Linked DNA regions of Mus musculus: region 1 is linked to region 2. The links are chromatin contacts, called in public Hi-C maps. All regions are on one chromosome and are shown on one strand. The core of a region is the stretch at or near the end of the contact, and the rest is flanking DNA. Distances in the headings are between cores, read along the strand shown. Region 1 overlaps Homer2 (homer scaffolding protein 2). Region 2 overlaps Cpeb1 (cytoplasmic polyadenylation element binding protein 1).

What was found. Hi-C and Micro-C count contacts between places; a contact is called where the count stands out from the background.
Region 1: a contact with region 2 is called in a Hi-C map of liver, with 2.0 times the contacts expected there. The contact joins two enhancer-like sites. A contact is called at or near these places in 5 of 39 promoter capture datasets (the 3T3-L1 cell line, embryonic stem cells, liver and 1 more), 1 of 484 Hi-C or Micro-C datasets (liver) and 2 of 9 other capture datasets (adipose tissue and macrophages).

Annotation. Positions count from the first base shown.
Region 1 is chr7:81,683,512-81,687,516 of GRCm38.p6, forward strand. The region is part of intron 1 of Homer2 (homer scaffolding protein 2); the gene reads right to left. Among named protein-coding and RNA genes, the nearest start is that of Homer2, 21 kb to the right of the region's middle. Within about 2 kb of position 2,095, at least 15 of the 459 cell types and tissues checked have an H3K27ac peak or open chromatin away from gene starts, as enhancers often do. A contact at or near this core is called in liver, where this site is marked.
Region 2 is chr7:81,366,265-81,369,904 of GRCm38.p6, forward strand. The region is part of intron 3 of Cpeb1 (cytoplasmic polyadenylation element binding protein 1); the gene reads right to left. Among named protein-coding and RNA genes, the nearest start is that of Rps17, 23 kb to the left of the region's middle. Within about 2 kb of position 1,922, at least 4 of the 459 cell types and tissues checked have an H3K27ac peak or open chromatin away from gene starts, as enhancers often do. A contact at or near this core is called in liver, where this site is marked.

The DNA of each region.
Region 1 (4,005 bases), core at 845-3,344, 320 kb after region 2:
TGAACTCTAAGTTAATCTTTCAGTTTTCAGTTATAGCTTACATATGCTTAAAAGATAAGAGACATTCTATTCTAACGGAGGCAGGCTGCCGTCAGGGGGTGATCATGGAGACACAGGTTCAGATGGACATCCCAGCCTGCTGACTGGCCCTGACTCCAACACGGAGCCCTTCCACAGATGAGCACCTCTGCCTGCCACAGATCAGTCAGCACATGTTAAGAGCTGTCCAACCATATGAGGGCTTCCTCTTTCCAGGATTTGTTTTCAAGCAAATTAATTCTCCCTTCTAATGTAAGAGACAAGACATTTGCCACTGCATGGCTCAGGAACACCTTCTGCAGGTTCCGCTGGCCTCAGAGAACCTTTTTACTCAAAAGCAAAGATTGCATGATACACCCCAGCTTTACAAAGTCCTGAGTTTAAAAATAAACATGGGTATTTGAAGGAACACAAAAATAGCTTGTGCACTCGGCTCTTCAAAGCCCAGTGGCACTAGGTGTATGCTGGCTCAGAGGACACCCAGAGAGCCAAAATCTAACACAAAGCCCTCACGGACCTCAAACAAGTGAGAAAGCCAGGAAGAGAGCCTTCTGTGTGCTTGGCTCCTTTGTGCTACCCAGGCCCATCCATGCCCAGCTCCCTCCAGCCACACAAGCGCCCACCCCGTCGATCTATTCATAAGCCAGTTGTAAAGACAGTCCCTGACCTGAAACCCTTGTCATCACCCAACTCCTGCCTTTGAGGTCTCCTCCTCTCCAATCTCTGTACTCAGCTGAAGGGCTTAACACAATGGAAGCTCCTGGCAGGCTATTCCTGCCTTTCCATGAGCGGTGCCCTCCCCAGGAATGTCTTCCTCACAGCTGCCCCCCTCCTGCCCCAACCCAGCTCACTCCCCCTAGTCAAAACCCCTCCAAGCTTCAAGGCTAGCACAAATTAGCTACTTCTTGCATTAGAACCATCGATCTGACTTCTCTTGTTGAAGCTTAATTTTCTGTGTGCTTTTTCTGTGGCCATTGTGTTGTGTTCTGCCTCATCTCAGAGCAGCTGTCATTATTTCCCTTCGATAATCCTATGAACCCCCTTAGGCAGGGATCAGATCTTCTTTTCTATGGACCCTGAGTACCTCAGGGGAGGAAGTGTGGGGCTGGAGAGATGGCTCATCAGATAAGAGTGTTTACCCAAGTCATCAGCACCCACTAAAGCAGCTCACAGCTACAGGTGAACCCAGCTTCAGGGGAATCCAATACCCCTGGCTTCTGTGGGCACCTGCACTCATGTGCACATACTTTCCTGCATGCACAAACAAATGCACATAAGTTAAACTAATAAAAATAAACCTTAGAGTGGGGCTTGAAGCTAACACCTTGACTAAAGCCAATACTTACATAGCTTAAAGAAACCCAATACCAAGCTAGCAGGAACCAATGTAATTCTAAAAGGCAGGCAGGCAGATGTTTGCTGGATGGTCTCAGGACCTGAGAATGCCTTTCTATGGTAGACTTGTTGGCTATGCAAGTCCATAAGCACTCATGTGTACACACAGGGGCATGCTAGAGTGCCCTGTCCCGCTCAGCTCCTAGCATCTGGAACCCCAGTTTGAGCTTCTCTACTGGAAATCTGTTCCTTGTGTCCTGCACAGGGGGCCTTTCCCTGCACTGTGCCCTACCTGACCTGAAGAAATGCAGAGAGCACAGCTTACTGGGTAAACTTGCAGGCTATCTGTGTCTTACATGCCATTTCACAACCAGATTCAAGACAGCTGAACACCAAAGCTTGTGTCAACAGAGAGGCAGGAGAGAAGGAGACACAGAGAGACAGAGAATGAGAAGAGACAGCCACAAACACCCACTAAAGCTCTGTTCAGATGTCTCTGAAAGATCCCAACGATCTAAAAGCCAAGAATTACATGGTTTCCTGACACCCTATGGATCGACTGGCTGCTGTGTGGATAACAGGCCATGACCAGTTAGTCTGGGCCTCCATTCTGGCTCTTCTAGAATGGCTTTTCGCTCTTGGAAAAGGCTTGGGGCATAACTGCCAGCAGGAAGGTCCGGACAGCTGGCGCTCACATATCCTGGCTGCAGTCTGGCTCAGAACAGCCTGTGCTTGTTTCCACGAACTAAGGGCATGTCACCCAGCCCCTCCACAGGTCCAGATGGTTTGTGTATGCCAATACCACCTTCCCACTTCATTTTTACCTTCTCAAAGCTCACTTCAAACATCTATCCTCAGATTCGCCTATTTCCAAGTGCATTTAATCAAGTGCATCAGGGTAGTTCATATCCCTCTCATAAGGAATCTGTTTTCTAAACAGGAGAGGCCTTCCTGGGGGCCAATAGCAATGCTGAGATCCATTCTACCAAGGTTTCGGCAGTGTTTTGGAAGAGGTAGCTTCTAGAGATTTCAATGTTTAACGGTCATTTCTTGTGTGAGCATCATACTGGCCACTGATACTCAAGAGACCTCTCCCAATCTTCTAGACAGCCTTGAGATTAGCACCATTGCTTCTTTTGCGGAGCTAATTCTAGGAGAAAAGATTAAATAACTTGTTCAAGACAGGTGGTGGTGGCTCACACCTTTGAAATCAGCCATTGGGAGACAGAGACAGGAGGATTTCTGAGTTTAAGGCCAGCATGGTCTACAGAGTAAGTTCCAGGACAGTCAAGGCTGCATAAAGAAATTCTGTCTCCAAACACCACACACACACACACACACACACACACACACACACACACACACACAGAGGGTAATTTGCTCAAGTTCATATACGTTCATTACACAATGGTCGCTGTGTCACCCTATCCCTGTGACTCTTCAGGTTCCTTTAACATCTGTTCCACCGTGTGTATCTGGTGATGCCCAAACCTTTGTTCTACCTACTCTCCTTCCATCACAGAGCCTCTCAGTCCTTTGCCTCTCCTCCATGTTCAGGATGAAGTATTCTTGGGATGCTCAGCTGGCTTCTGAGTAAACATCCATTCTTGTACATCATTCCAGGCCAAAGCCATCCTGGAGTTCTGACCATCATGAGACTGTCAGCCCGAAGCCCTCATTGCTACATCAGCTACCAACACCCCTGCTACTCTCCCTTGATTCTTGGTGGTTTGGGTACCTGAATCGCCATCTCTTCCCCTCCCCCACCACCCTTGTTTTGATTCTTGGTGATTTCTATGCATGCAGAGACAACCCTTCCAACTGGCCTTTTAGACATGAACTCCTTCCTCTCTCAGCCTCTCTTAACTCCCTGTCTTAACTTGGCATGGCCAGTAACTCCAACCCATCTACAATCTTCACTTCCTTGATCCTTCTCTCTGAAACCGATGCGTATTATCCGGGTCCATTCCAGGGCTATAACAATACACAATGAGGCTGGGTGGCTTATAAAGGATAGAAGTGTGTTTCTCGCGGTTCTGTCTGTTGGGAAGTTCAGGATGGAGGTGCTAGCAAGTTTGGAGTCTGGGGAGGATCTTCTCTCCAGCTCACAGCTGGCACCATCTAGCTCTGTTCCCTTATGCAAAGGCCTGGTTCTTTGAGACTTCTTTTCAGGGCAGGATTTCCATTCCTGAGAGTTCTGTGTTCATGGCCCAGTCCCTTCTCAGACGCTCCTAACACCATCACATTGGTGAGGAAGACAGAGAAGAGTTTTACAGAGTCAGCAAGTGATTCAGAACTTAGCAGTAGCAGCTGCCCTGCCCACTGAGCCACACTCCCAATCACTTTCTCCCGTCTCTTGTTCCTTCTAACACTTACATCATAGGATTCACTCCTCCTGTTCTCATTCACTGTGTGCTTCGGTACACTGTCCCACAAAGACAAGGGCTCCTATATGTCTGGCTTCCTGATACCGCAAACACCACCAAGAACAAAACCCAGTGAAGGAATCAACTATAATTGAGTAGTTACTTCGTAGTTATCCTCAATCCATCTTCCTTGCTAGGCTATAAGGCAGGGGTTCTCAACCTGTGGGCTGAAACCCCTTTGGGGGTCTTCTATCAGATATCCTAC
Region 2 (3,640 bases), core at 672-3,171:
TCCAGTTTATTATATTCACTTGTATTGATACATGTTTTGCCAGCTACAAATTCTATTTATCTCAGCTAACTTGCAAACTGTTAGTATCTTGGAATTCTTGCAAATTATCTTGTCAACAACAGGAATTTTATCTACAGAAAGCTTCTACTATGAGCATGGCCTGATGGCATATTCCCTTAATCCCAAGACTTGGAGGTGAGGCAGGTGGATCTCTGTGAGTTCCAGGACAGTCTAGTCTACACAGCAAGCTCTAAGTTAGTTAAAGCTACATAGTAAGATCCATCTTCCTCAAACACCAACAAAAGGAATCCTCTACTATGGTAACAAGCCTATCCAAATAGAAAATGGCATAACAACCCACACTAGTTGATTCCACTTTCTCAAGAGATGGTCAGTCATCTATTTTATGACTTGGACCAGGTTCAGTTAAGTTCCTACTAACAGCAACTTTTCCACTCACTGAACATCAAAACACATCTCAGATATGAATCTTTCCCTAAATCCTAATAAGTATTAGCCTATCTTAACAAAGTTTTGAGGTTAGCAATGTCCATCCCATAGCAGAGCACAGTACAGAAGTGCATCATTCACTAGCTACAGCAATCATTACTGAGACCTTGTGTCTACTTATTTTCATGTCCTTAGCACATCTCCTTTTTGTTCAAATCTTTTAAGATCATCAACCACAGATGATAAATCTCACCTACCAGAAGTTCAGGGGACCTAAAAAGAAAGGTCTCAAAAGTTAGGGATGGCCATGGTAAGAACTCATTAAAATGTACCTAAAACACCACTTGAGGTCTGAACCAGAATCTGCATTTTAACAAGATCCCTGTGAGGATAGATACACTAAAGATACACTAAAGCTTTGAAAACTCCAGCCAAAATCCCTATGTTTTATTACTTTAAGTTCCTAATTACTATACCCTTACTACACCCAAACATGCTTCATATGAAATTATTTATGTTAATTTAAAGGTTGGAGCGTATAAATAAAGCTCTTACAGTATAATGAAGACTAACATTCAAGGACATAGAAAGCCAAAATGACTATACAGGGCATTTCACAAAGAGTCTGATTTCTAAAAACACTGTGTGGAAGTAGGGAAGAAGCAGAGAGGCAGAGAAACACAGCACCACGAACAATAAAGAATAAAAAGAATGACATGGAATATAATACTTTCGGGAAAGTGATGGCCGGAACTAGCTGCATCCTGTAAAAAGCTCACATTGAACAGAAGCAAAGGAGCTAAGGCCTATTGCTTCAAGCAGATACGTGTTTTAAAAAGCAAGACAATTGCTACAGAATTGATGGGGCTAGAGATGGCTCAGTCATTAAAGGCTAAGGTAAAACATTCATAAAAAGACATTACTGTATTACTGGGCACAGGACAAATTTGGAATATAAAAATAATAGTTTAATAAATGAATATATCTATTTTAAACTGCCCAAAGAAATTTGGAATGTAAAAATAATAGTTTAATAAGTGAATATATCTATTTTAAACTGCCCAAAGTTCATTATTGCTCTGTTATAAACAAATCTAGATAAAATTGTTCACAAAGAATATGTATACACATATAAAGAAAATGCACAGCTGATAAAGGGATAAAATGAATGCCAACAATAGGAAAATCTGAATTAAGCTGGCTTGAGATCTCTTTCAGCCCACAGAATGAGCCAAGTTTCTGGAAACTGTGACCCACAGTCAGATGCCCTCGAGTGACCTGACTGTCCCTTTACAGCCCAACCCGGCAGAAGGTTCCAACTCATTAATGCCATTTCAGAGCACAAGAGACCAAATCAGCAGTAATTATTTTTAGACTGATTTTAAACTTTCTCTACTTTCAGCCTTCTCTCTATGCCAGGTCTCCAGTTTTTCAGCTGAGTCACTGTTGGAATTTTCTGAAGCCTGCCTCCCTCTCCAAGAGTCTAAAGGTGCCCAGATCTGATGTTAGCACTGGCAACAGTAGTGGGTTGGGACTGGAGGCCGTTATCACAAGACACAGCTCTCAGCTCAAGCTCACAGGACACAATCATCAAATACTTGTAATCTATAAGTGCAGTCACAGGGAAAATCTTGGAGCCATCACTCCAATCCTAGGTGTATGGCTGTATACTGGAAGCCTATGTGTACCCTTAGTTCTGAGGCTGCCTGCAGAGAGTTGAAGCAAATCTGCAAGAAAACTTAGTTGTGCCCTGGACATCCATATTCCATATTGGAGAAGCCTAAACCTATTTTGAATGCTGGCTCATTAACAGTTTGAAAAAGGTTGGGAAAGCAGAGCAAAAGTCATTTGTATCATCCCAGGCTGCTCTACCCTATGGATCAATGGGGAAGTCTGCAAATGAAACAGCACAGGGAACATTACATTCAACTGGTCAACAGGACAGAAACCAAAGGAGATGAATAGGTTAATCTCATGAGACTTCTAAAAGGGAATTAGAATAGACATGTCCTCTGGCATCCTCAGGCTGAGTATCTCACTTGCCCACTGGGCTTCTGTACAAAGTGGCCATTAAGAGTTCTTTCTTCCAGGTCCCTCAAGGTAGATTTGAAATGTCACTTCACTCTCCTGCTGAGTAATGCTGCATACAGAAGAGTCATAAGGGGAAAGGCTTTAGAAAGACAAATCCAGTGGGTGGTTAAGCTGATGAACTGAGACCAAGGGTGGAAAGCGAGTGGGAAGTGTCTGTCAAGTGCCCTCATCTTAAGAGATTTCATCAATGAACAGATCACCCCAGGCTTCTTACTTAGCTACATGAGGTTACCTTAAGTCTGGTCTAACATATTAAGGTTCTGGTCACAGAAAAGGGGTTTAATAGGAAGAATGGGAGGTTTAGAACAAAAGACACCAGGTTTGGAATGCTTAGACAGACAATAGATGCCACTTTGTGTACTTTTGCAAGTTTTTCCTCATCTGTACAAGCACTAAAATCATGTGCTATGTTCAGCATTAAAAAAATTAAGATATGTTGGCTGTATATCACTTCATTCCTCAACATGGGGTATATAGCCTTGACATACTATTAAAGGACCTTTTCCTTGATAGTCATAGTGACTGTTTCTTAAGAAAACTTCTGCTTATTTCCTCTGGGTGTGCCCATATATGCACATGTATGTAGGTAAGAAAAATGTTGGGAGTTGGTGCTCTTTTTCTACCATGTGGATCCCAGGGATCAAGCTCAAGTTGTCAGGCTTGGTGGCTGTGCCTTTATCTGCTGAGCCAACGTCCTGGAGCTTCTTAATGACAGTGATTTCATCCTATTCACTGGCATACCTGCAGTACCCAACAGTTTCTGGCACATAGTGTGTAATGCCCGAGTAAATATTATAGTCAAAATCTTCAGTCAAGAGCCCTATGCTCCAACCTTGCCTAATGCACTGTCAAATACTTAAAAGTGGTAGAAGACAGTCAGGTATGGGGCTACAACTTACTGGGGAAGTATCATTAACCAGAGTCTAAGCAATAACAGGCTCCACACAGAGACAAGAGGATACCAGGCTGCTTGCAAGTACAACTCACAGGTTTTCTGAAGCTATTGAACTATCTCCACCCTTCCTCAAGAAACTGACTGAAATTGGTTTTCAGATGGAAAGCAGTGTGGGCACTGGAATGTGGGCTGTTTGTTCCCGCA